Regions from separate parts of the Mus musculus genome. Here regions 1 and 2 are each linked to region 3. A link is a contact called in public HiChIP or PLAC-seq data. All regions are on one chromosome and are shown on one strand. Each heading gives the region's core, a stretch centred on a gene start, on an enhancer-like site or on the middle of the called end of the contact. The rest is flanking DNA. Distances are from core to core; before and after follow the strand shown.

What was found. HiChIP or PLAC-seq counts read pairs in DNA pulled down with a chosen protein or histone mark.
Region 1: a contact with region 3 is called in an H3K4me3 HiChIP or PLAC-seq map of stem cell-derived neural progenitor cells, with 22 read pairs. The contact joins the enhancer-like site here to the promoter of Coro2b in region 3. A contact is called at or near these places in 10 of 39 promoter capture datasets (the 3T3-L1 cell line, 3T3-L1-derived adipocytes, the HPC-7 cell line and 4 more), 8 of 484 Hi-C or Micro-C datasets (B cells, CD8 T cells, the G1E-ER4 cell line and 5 more), 10 of 115 datasets of contacts at active chromatin or transcription factors (bone marrow-derived dendritic cells, craniofacial prominence, double positive thymocytes and 4 more) and 4 of 9 other capture datasets (adipose tissue, embryonic stem cells, liver and 1 more).
Region 2: a contact with region 3 is called in an H3K4me3 HiChIP or PLAC-seq map of forebrain, with 3 times the contacts expected there. The contact joins the enhancer-like site here to the promoter of Coro2b in region 3. A contact is called at or near these places in 6 of 39 promoter capture datasets (the 3T3-L1 cell line, 3T3-L1-derived adipocytes, frontonasal cranial neural crest and 2 more), 1 of 15 datasets of contacts at CTCF or cohesin (the NIH/3T3 cell line), 2 of 484 Hi-C or Micro-C datasets (Th2 cells and cortical neurons) and 1 of 115 datasets of contacts at active chromatin or transcription factors (forebrain).

Annotation. Positions count from the first base shown.
Region 1 is chr9:62,398,643-62,402,128 of GRCm38.p6, forward strand. No RefSeq gene overlaps it. Among named protein-coding and RNA genes, the nearest start is that of Gm40523, 15 kb to the right of the region's middle. Within about 2 kb of position 2,074, at least 23 of the 459 cell types and tissues checked have an H3K27ac peak or open chromatin away from gene starts, as enhancers often do. A contact at or near this core is called in stem cell-derived neural progenitor cells, where this site is marked.
Region 2 is chr9:62,781,777-62,785,318 of GRCm38.p6, forward strand. It overlaps Itga11 (integrin alpha 11), which reads left to right. Exons shown (of 30, transcript NM_176922.5): 29 at 160-273; 30 at 852-2,203. The coding sequence ends at 923. Among named protein-coding and RNA genes, the nearest start is that of Fem1b, 28 kb to the right of the region's middle. Within about 2 kb of position 1,630, at least 87 of the 459 cell types and tissues checked have an H3K27ac peak or open chromatin away from gene starts, as enhancers often do. A contact at or near this core is called in cortical neurons and forebrain, where this site is marked.
Region 3 is chr9:62,535,140-62,538,777 of GRCm38.p6, forward strand. It overlaps Coro2b (coronin, actin binding protein, 2B), which reads right to left and starts at 1,905. Exons shown (of 12, transcript NM_175484.3): 1 at 1,514-1,905. The coding sequence starts at 1,528. It overlaps Gm39352 (a long non-coding RNA gene), which reads right to left. Exons shown (of 4, transcript XR_870833.1): 3 at 3,142-3,638; 4 at 2,742-2,987.

The sequences.
Region 1 (3,486 bases), core at 824-3,323, 140 kb before region 3:
TAAACCCAGGTCTTTTGGAAGAGCAGTCAGTGCTCTTAACCACTGAGCCACATTCCAGGTTCAAAAGCAACTCAAGAGAGAAAGGGCTTATTTGTTTGTTTTTCTTTTTTCTTTTTTTAAAGATTTATTTATTATTATATCTAAGTACACTGTTGCTATCTTCAGACACACCAGAAGAGGGTGTCAGATCTCATTACAGATGGTTGTGAGCCACCATGTGGTTGCTGGGATTTGAACTCAGGACCTTTAGAAGATCAGCCAGTGCTCTTAACCACTGAGCCATCTCTCCAGCCCCCTTGTTTATTTTTCAAGACAGGGTTTCTCTGTAGTCCTGGCTGTCCTGGGAATCAGTCTGTAAACCCAGGCTGGCCTGGAACTCAGAGATCCACCTGCCTCAACCTCACTAGGGCTGGGACTAAAGACATGCACCATCACCACCCAGTGCTGTTTTCTTTTGTTTTTTTAGAATTATTTTACTTTTTTTTTTTAATTTTTGATTTTTTTGAGACAGGGTTTCTCTGTGTGGCCCTGGCTGTCCTAGAACTCACTCTGTAGACCAGGCTGGCCTCAAACTCAGAAATTCACCTACCTCTCTCTGCCTCCCAAGTGCTGGGATTAAAGGCATGCGTCACCACGCCCGGCCTTTATTTTACTTTTTAAACTATGTTTATGGGTATGGCTATGTGCAAGCAAGGGCAGGTGGATCTCCCTTGGAAGTCAGAAGGGGATGTTGGATCCCTGGAGCTGGAGATTCAGGCAGTTGCTCAGCTGCCTGAAGTGTTTGCCTCTGAGTTATCTCTCCAGCCTCACTTGGTTATTGAGACAAAGTGAAACTTTGTCCTGCAGTTTGCAGATCAGACTAGCTTTCTGCCTTTGCCTCCTTTGTGCTGGGATTACAAGCGCATGTCCCCATGCCTTTTTTTGGGGGGGGGTGTTCTTGGAACGTAACTCAAGTTCTCATGCCCACTCAGCAAGAACTTGGCCAACTGCACCATCTCCCAGTCTCCCAGTCTCTTGGTACATTTTCATCCCTTAGACCTTTCTGTCAGTCTTGTTGTGATTGAAATGTTCTTCGTAACTGATTCACATAGGATGCGTTTTTTTTTTTTATTACACACCCCTCTTGTATGAGCATTAAAAAAAGAAAACCAGTAGCAAAATTGATTGGTGATAGCATCCCTGAGACTTCTCCCGTCTTGCAAGCTGCTGCTTCCGTACTGCTGTGGCCCAGCTTCTGTGGCATCCACATTTCTGTACACAAAGCTGTGCTCTGTGTCAGCAAGAAGCTGGAGAGGCATCCTTCCTCCAAGGTCACTTCTTTTGTGTTCTTTGTAACTCTCCTCCTTGGCTGGCACTGACTTGCAAGTGCAGGCAATTACAGGCCCTCAAGATCTCTGCCTGGCTGGTAGGATGACGTCCAAGAAGGGACATAGGGTCAGAACACAACTGGGTGAGGTTTGTCTACTAACTGCTAGACTTCAGCATGTAGGAAGCCCTGGATCCCATCCCCTGCACTGTAGTAACGGGACATGGTGGGACATACATGTGATCCCAGCACCGAGGAGACAGAAGCAGGAGAATCCGAAGTTCAAGGTTATCTTCCACTACATAATGACCTTGGGCCATCTTTGGATACCTTAAGACTGTCTCAACAAAATAAATAAATAAATAAATAAATAAATAAATAAATAAATAAATAAATAAATAAATAAATAAATGAGGAGAGGTGGGGTGGGATGGGGAGAAATGAGGCTCCTGGAACCAGACAGAGTATAGGACACATGTTTGCTTGTGTGCATGGGACGTAGTGACCAACAGCCCTTTGGGATATAAATCATATTTTCTTCTTCTCTCTTTAAGTCTGGAAACGGAGCCTCAGAAGAGCGAAATAATTTGTGCAGCCCACCAGGGGAAGGGCTGCCATCCTGCTGTGTCAGGCACAGTGGATCTCTTGCTCCTTCCCCTTCCTCAACACAGTTCCCCCTCCCTCGGAAACTTCACAGGGTGCTCCAGGGTAACAGCTTGGGGTCCTGGTTCTCCAGCCACCCCAGTAGGGGTGCCAGCTACGATTACATCACTGAATAAACTTATGTTTCTGTGACTCATCCTCTCCCAGAGAACTGCAGGAAGCTGAGGCTCTCAATCCTTCACCGGTGGGTCCTTCTGTGGATCTAGAGCCGCTAGCCTTACGGCCCTCCCGCAGGGCACTCTGTTCTCGGAGTACCCTTCCCCAAAGCTGAACGTCCTTCCCACTTCCTGCCCACACCTGGGTTCGCACACGGGGCTGTGGGGTGGGTCTTTCTCCTGAGAGAGGATCTTCTCTTCTCTTTTGGAGACAGAGCCTTGTGTCTGGCCTCAAGCTTGTTATGTAGCTAAGGATGATTTTAAACTCCTGATCCCCCTGATTCTGTCTTCTGAGGTTTGGGATTATAAACTATACTTTCATGGTAGCATTATGTGGTGCTGGGGCTAGGAGAACTGCTGGGCGGGGGCTTTTCCAATAGTTCCCAAGCTCACTCTCTCCTCTCCTCTCCTCTCCTCCCCTCCCCTCCCCTCCCCTCCCCTCCCCTCCCCTCCCCTCCCCTCCCCTCCCCTCCCCTCCCCTCCCCTCCCCTCTTCTCCGCTCCGCTCCCCTCCCCTCCCCTCTTCTCCCCTCCCCTCCCCTCTTCTCTTCTTCCCTCTTTTTCCTCCCTCTCCCTCTCCCCTTCCCCTCTCGTGCTGTCACTGTGTATCCCATGCTAGCTTTGAATTTAGAGTCCTGGAAGAGGCTCTTCTGATGCCCATGAAAAATGATTCTCCTTCCTTTTCTCTCAGTCTCTGAGCTCCTCACCAACGCTCCAGTCCTGTCAGAAACACAAGAGAACAGCCCTGCAGTACAGGGCTCAGGGCTGTGTTTACAGATCTTAACACAGGGTCTGCTTCCCTGTGATCATTTTCTGCTGCTGCCCACATAAATTACCCCCAAATGAAGCTTATTCTGTAGATAATGCTAACCACAAACTCATAGAAATTCTCCTGCTTTTCTCCTAAGTGCCAGGATTATGGCTATGCACCGCCATGCCCATCTTCCCCCCCCCCACTCCTCTCCTCCCTAGCTCCTTCCCCCTCTTCCTCCTTCTCATCTCTTTTGGAGGCAGATATCATGTAACCCAGGCTGGTCTCAAATTCACAATGTAGCAGATCAGCCTGCTTTCTTATACAACCCAGGACCACCCACAGCAGGTTGGGCTGTTCTACAGCAATCATTAGTGAAGAAAAGCCTCACAGACTTGCCTACAGGCCAGTCTTACCAAGGTGTTTTTCTAAGATCCCCTCTTCCCAAATGATTCTTGGAGTGGAAACTTAAGGTTTTTTTTTTTTTAGAGAGTCAGTTGTGTTGGATGGTGTTTTGCTGGGGCAAACACATGAAAGTGTTTTTCTGAAGTGGACACAGATGAAAGGCTAAGGCAGACTTGTGAAGGAACATTTTACTGGAGCAGACAATGG
Region 2 (3,542 bases), core at 380-2,879, 250 kb after region 3:
CGTTCACGCAGTTAGAGGTCAGCTGGGCAGAACTAGCTGTTGTGAGACCTGTCCCTCCTCACATCTCCCAAAGGGACAGGTGCAGCTCTACACTGCAGATGTGCCACCCTCTGCCCTGGGCAGTTGTGACAATATTGCCCTGGCCCCCTCTACTTGCAGGTCACATTTGAGATCTCCAAGCAAGAAGACTGGCAGGTCCCCATCTGGATCATCGTGGGCAGCACTCTGGGGGGCCTCTTGCTGCTGGCCCTGCTGGTCCTGGCACTGTGGAAGGTGAGGCTCCCGTAGGTAGGGACAGGAACAGTATCCCTGTCTGACCTCAAAGTTCTAGGCCTGTGCTTATGTTCCATTCTCCTGTCCCTGAGATCTGGCACTGCAGACTCCTTCAAGTGCTTGCCTGTTGCCATGACACCAAATGCCTTCCACAGCAGGCAAGACTAGTCATGCCTGCAAAGGCCAAACTATGGTTCCAAGCCTGTAGGGTTCCTCCTACCAGATTTTTTTTTTTTTAAAAAAAAGGTCTAAGCAATAAAACTGCACAAAATCTCCTTCAGCTCTGACCCTCTGTTTAAGAACTCGGGGCTCAATCTCCACCTGCTACAGATAAAGTGAGGGAGGCCCAAATTGGGATATTAACTAGGGCTGGGTGATCCAGCTTGACTTCTTGTCCCCTGGCCCAGGACTTCAGTTCACATACTGAATAAGGGAGTAAAGGTACTGAGGGTGAGCTGGGGGTATTTAGGGAAGCCCTCTTAGGGAGAAAATCTGAGGGGCTAACAGAGGAACAACAGATGACACCAATGTCGCCCAGCCTGTCCACCCCTCACATATTCCACTTTGCCTCCCCACAGCTCGGTTTTTTTAAAAGTGCCAAGCGCAAGAGGGAACCTGGCCTAGGCCCCATCCCCAAAGAGCTCAAGTGAGGATCCAGAGGAAGCTTCAAGTTGTTGGGGGCCCGACACCAGTCCGGGGGTGTGCAGGCCCGGGCTATGGCCTCAGAGCTGGAGCAAAGAGGACACCCATGGACTTTACATTGAGTTCATCTCTGGAGCAATGGCAACTGATCGCTGTGGGATGGACCTCCAGCCCGTGTTCGGAGTGACTTCTCTACTAGAGGCCAAGACCTCCAGTACAGATCCCTAAGGACTAAAAGGGACCCTCCAAGACCCACCGGTGGCCTTCCCCCAAGGCTCTGTGGAGGGAATCTGCTGCCCCAAACACTAAGGTGCTAGGGTTTTGTTGTCTTGCCCACCTCTGAAGAAACTCAAGGGGAAGCTAGCAAATACGAGCCCACTGTGCACGCCCTATCTGGACCTATAGCTTCAGGACTCCATGGCCCGGGAGCATAACCTCCGCCGCACCCCTTACCCTTGCTCTTGGTTCCCAAACCACAGCCATCCCTTCTCCACAGATAGACCCCAAAGATCTCTATGAGTGACCCAGAGTTGTGTGGCTTGATATGCCAGCTGCAGGCCAGTGATGGAAACACATCCAGGGACTGTGCCAAATGAACTGGAGGGAATCAGGATGCTGGGTACCTTCCAAACATCAGAAAGCAGCAGGGCTCTCCAGCAGTAACCACCACCCACTCAATCCTGCTCTCCAGCCTCCCCCGCAGCTCCTCTCAGCCGCTTTGGTTGCTAGGCAACTCGTGCTAGGGAGCCTGAGGAGGATGATAAAAATCCGTGGCTCTCCGTACCCTCTTGTCTGACAACTGCAGCTTGTCCCTGGTAGATGCACTGTGATAGGGAGCCTCTGTTTCTTACATCAGCACCTACACACACACACACACACACACACACACACACACACACACACACACACACGCACGCACCTCCCAACCATCAGCGTGTGGGAGAAGGGCTCCTGTAGGGGGCGCTGTGGGGGGCCTTCTAGGCATGCACTGAACAAAGCCCATGCAAGGCCCCTGGGAACCTTAAACCTCAGAGGCAGATAGGCATCTCGCCGGCCAGCTCTGGGATAAGCCCCAAGGACAAGGGGCATGCCGGATGCCCAGCAGAGTAATTTATGCCTTAACCTTTTGTTGAGATGGAAATGGACACATCAGTGTCCCCTGTCATCTGTTTCATCTGAACAATGTCATCTGTTCCCCTATGCGGTACGACCTTTACTGTCAGAAATATATTTAAGAAAATGTTCTAAACGGTATTTAAAAACAACCAACAACAGACATTCCACTCTGTGACAGAGCAAGGCTGCATTCTGTTTTAAAGAAGAAAGGGAGGAGGGTGTCTGCTCGGATCTAAATGTCGCGGGGACAGTCTTGTCCATTATACAGCCAGTCCTCTCCCAAGGTCTACCTGGCCTCTCTTGCGGTGACATCTCTGCATCTAGGTAGTGGGCACTGCTCACCCCACCATTGCCACCCACCCCATCTTTGGCCAGGGGCTGCCCCCACTCAGGTTCCCCGACCCTCCAGGCTGGGCCTTCAGTGCTGACCCACACACTGACTTAGGCCATTCTCGAAACAAAGCATCTCCATTCTATGCTCCTACTGGTAATTCACTTTTTCACAGCCTAACAAATAATTTAGAAAGTATTTGGGTTTTTTTTTTTTTTAACTTGTCTGTGTGTGTGTGTGTGTGTGTGTGTGTGTGTGTGTGTGTGTGTGTGTGAGCATGCATGTAGGCATGTGCACGTAGGTGCACAAGGTGGCCAGAAGAGGGCAGTGCAATCATTTTCCACAGCAAAATCAAGACTCAAACCAGGAATTTCATCTCCCCAGCTTCAGAAGGGCTAAATTGAAGGTCAAAGGTAAACCAAGTGAAGCTAAGCCCTGAGCTCAGAAGCCCACTTCCCTCTAACAGAAAATCAGTGGTCACCCTATGTGGTCACTGGTGAAGAGAACAAACAAACCACACTCAAAAGACTTGACTCAACAAGTCTTGTCTCCAACACTGTCAACTCTCACAGGAGCACTGCTTCAAAAAGCCTGATGTCCACGGGTTGGCATATTTTTGGAACCTGACACTTGTGCTTCTGATGCTAAACTGCACTAGGTATAACCTCTGGACTCCTTTCCTGCCATGTCCTCTGCCCACAATGAATAGTGAAATTTCTAGTACAATGGCATGGTAGCACACACCTGAATTCTCGAACTGTGAGGTGAAGGCAGGAGACCAAGCTCACCCTCCCTGACATAGCAATTCAAGGAGGACCACAGACTGAAGGAAGGTGAGTTTAGAACCAGCCTGGGCTACATAAAACCCTGTCTCAAAAATGAAACCCTGAAGCCAGGCATAGTGGCATACACCTTTGATTCCAGTACTCCAGAGGCAGAGGAAAGTGGATCTCTCTGAGTTCAAGGCCAGCCTGGTCTATATAGTGAGTTCCAAGACAGCCAGAACTATGTAACGAGACCCTGTCTCAAAAGAAAAAACAACACCAGACACTATTGCATATGCCAGCAAGATTTTGCTGAAAGGACCCTGATATAGCTGTCTTGTGACTATGCAAGTGTCTTGAGGCTATGCAAGTGCCTGACAAATACAGAAGTGGATGCTCACAGTCATCTATAGGAT
Region 3 (3,638 bases), core at 655-3,154:
CTGCCATACTTATATTAGCTATGTGACCTTAGGCAAGTCACCTCACCTCTCCGAATCTCAGCTTTTTCCTCAGTTAAACAGTTTTACCTTCAAGGGAGAAAAGTTGTCTGAATCCGTGTGCATAGACAGGAGAGGTTGCAGGGTCAGTCCTTGCAAGGTCATCTTCAGCCTTAACACTTATGCTCCCACCCGGCCCATGAATTGCTCCTCAGCCCCCACCTGCCTGAAGCTTTGGCATTTACAATCTCCATAACAACACATCTCTGCCCAGCTGCATTTATGCTCATTTAAGAGCACTAAGCACCCTGCCGCTTGATATAGCTAGCTTGACAAAGTTAAGGCCAGGCACATCCGCCCCGAGCCCTCAGGTTATCATTCTCATACAGCTCCCAAGTCCCAGAACTGAGGGCAATGACAAGGTCTGAAGTGAAGTCCGAGCCGGGCTGAGCAAGTCGCTGGGGTAAGGAGCTTATTAGAAGGGTCTAGAATGGACCGCCCAGCCTTTCTGTAAGGCTTTGACCACAGCAGGCTGCCTGGCCTGCTTGGCTTCTACCTCCTCAGCTGTGAGAGCCAGCTGAGCATCTGGGAAAGATGGAGTCTGGCCTAAGGTGTATAGACGGCCAAATCCACGGCTAAGGCCGATGCCAGGGTGTGAGGTCAGCACTCCAACAGAACCTGGGAAGAGTACAGTTCATACTCTTCACTTGTTTGTCCCACCACTACCAAGGCTCATCTTATCCCATTGCAGAAAAGGAAACCTAAGCCCAAACTAGGCCTAGCCCTTCTCCGTAGAGAGACTCAAATCTGCCTTGGCCCAGGGCTTATCCCACTGCCCCAACGGTCTCTCCTCTTAACTCCATTCTTCCATTGGCAGGGAAGACGTCCCCAAAAAAGTTCTTCAACAAACCCGGGCTCCTGTGACAAGTCCAAGAACCTCTTCCAAACTGGGGTCTGCCAGGATGCCTACCTGCTCCTCTCTGTCACACTCCCTGCCCATCCCACCCCATGCAGTAGAACCTTCCCTGTCTCTGGCAGCCACTCAGGGATCCGGCAGCGCCTCTACAGGGTAGCTTTGGAGTCAGGCCCAGGCTTCTGGGGTAAATGGCAAAGACAGGCAGGTGGGGTTCAGCTCCCTTGTGTGTCTGACTAGCATGGCCAGCCCATCCCTGCATCATCAGCATGGATCCCTCAGTCCTTACGGCGCGTGACACTGAGGGACAGACACCCAGAGCGCCAGCCAGCCCGAAGCAGCTTTCCAGGGGTTAAAATTGCAGCACCTTCCACAAGAGTTAAAAATGCAGTCCCGGGGCGCACAGTGATGTGGTCCACACCGTCCAGGATAGCTGCAAAGGAGCATCCCCTCCCGGCATCCCGTAGTCCCCTGGGGGCCGAGCGACTCCTGGGAGCTGGAGCGCGCGCGCGCGCGCGATCCCTTCCTAAGCCCCTCAAGTCCCTGCCCGGGGGGTTGTAGCACCCGCGGGTCCCCAGCGTGGCGACGATCTGCGCTGCTTACCTTTGTGACAGTCATACAGAAAGCGGGCGGTGGGGCTGGGCGCGGGCGGCGGCAGGCGGCTGGGCCGGGCTGGGGACCGCGCGCTCGGGAGGCCGCTGGCTGATGTCAGCCGCGGCCGAGCATCTATAATAGATGAGGCCGCCGCGCCGCAGGAAGGCGAGGCAGGAAGAAAGGCGGGCGGCGGGCCGCGCGGGGGGCGGGGAGGACCGACCGGGGACTCGCTACAAAGAGGAGGCGGAGGCAGAGGCGGGAGTGCAGTCCGGGCGCCTGACGGTCCCCAGCCCCGCGCGTCCAGGCGCTGCCCCCTCGGGCTCCTGGCACCTGCGGCCGGGGCCGTGGGCGGGGACCCGGCCTTCGGTGCCGCGTTGGCTCCGGGCGCCCGGTGAAGTCACAAGCTGGACGGGCGCGGCGCGCGGCCGGAGATGCCTTCCCAGGGCTGGTCGCCCCCTGGAGGTTCCCAAAGTCCACCCGCTACGGGTCCCGCAGCTGCCACACGAGTTCAGGGTGGCCAGGAGGGCTCGTGGAAGCACTCCTTCGCATCTCAGTGATGAGCTCGCCTAAGGCCAATGTGGTCCATGTTACATAGGAAGTGGCAGGACTTGAGTGTAAAGTACTTAGACAGAGGGGCATTGGGCCCAGTTGGCTCGCCAGACTCGCCCAGAGGCTCTCTGCTTGGTGGCAAGCTTCTTAGAGGTTTCCTTTGCAGATCCTGCGTTCTATAGTTATAGGGACACAGGGGGAGCTCTCTGTAAGAGAGGCAGGACCGACCCTCCTCAAGAGTGTTCACATCACTGGGGAGATGACAGGTACAGTTGCTCTAGGCAAATCCCAGCCAGGTTACCTACACCCTGTAGCAGCTGCAGGAATTTCAAGTACAATTGCCTGAATATGGCCATGCGAGTACCTGGGCAAAACCGGTTTGGACAGATAAGGAGCCGCTGCAACCACAGAGAAGGGAGGAGGGAATGAGGTATTTGGAGCATCTCTCTCTCTCTCTCTCTCTCTCTCTCTCTCTCTCCCCCCCCCCCCCGGGGGTTCTGAAGTGTGCCACCTGCTCTCAGAGTTTCTTCACTGCAGTCCAGTGTGAGCACCTGCCCCGGAGGAAGGTGCAGGAACAGGGAGGTAGGATGCCTGCTCCATTCCGCAGCTGTATTTCTAGAACAGTACTACACACAGTGACAACTACTATAAAGTGCTTTGGCATAGATCCCGATATTTTTATTTACAGTTTTTTTTGTTTTGTTTTATCTTAGTTTTTGTTGGTGTTTTGGGTTTTTTGGGGGGGCATCCCTAAGAATGAGCAGATTTCGTGGGGGGACGTACCTGGTCTGACACAGTGACAGAGCCAGGACTTGTGTCTGTGAGTTACAGAGTTCCTCCACAGCTGCTGCCATCTTTGAACTTCTTCTGCATCTTGGGAAGGGTATAAACACCTGTCCGTCTCCAGGGGCCTTGCAGCAACTTTACTAGGTCTCTAGGGAGAGCAGATGTAGCTTCAGGCCTCAGGCATTGGCTCTGCGCCAGACCCCTCCTAGGTGTAGTCATGCCAGGCCTCAAGTCTTTACTGCCTCACCCCCCCCCCACCCGCCCCAGAAATGCCGGCTTCATTCTCTGAACCCCATCCTTACCTGACATCCAACCACTGTACACTTAGTTCAGAGTCTCTGGGTTGTCTCCACATGGGACAGTACAGCAGGGAGCTAGCTGGCCCCTGGGTATGATTTATCTTCCTGCATGACCCTGTCTCAACAATAACGAAACTAAAGGCAAAGAATGTTTGAGAAAGATACCCATTGTGGACTTCTGGCCATCACAAGCATGTACATAGCACACACACACACACACACACACACAGAGACACACACACACACACTGCATCTCAATGATAGGGTGCTTGCCCAGTATGCATAAGGCTCCAGGAAAAGTTTAATGTCACCAGGAACAAATCAAGGATGATGTATGGAGCGGGGGAGATTGGATTAGTCAGTGAAAGTGCTTGCCAGGGAAGCCTGAGGCCCTGAGTTCAAATCCCCAGCTAAGTATTGCAGTGCATACCTGTATTCTCAGTGTGAATCAGGTGAAGGTAAGATGGTCCCTGGAACTTGCAGCCCAGCCTGTCTAGCTA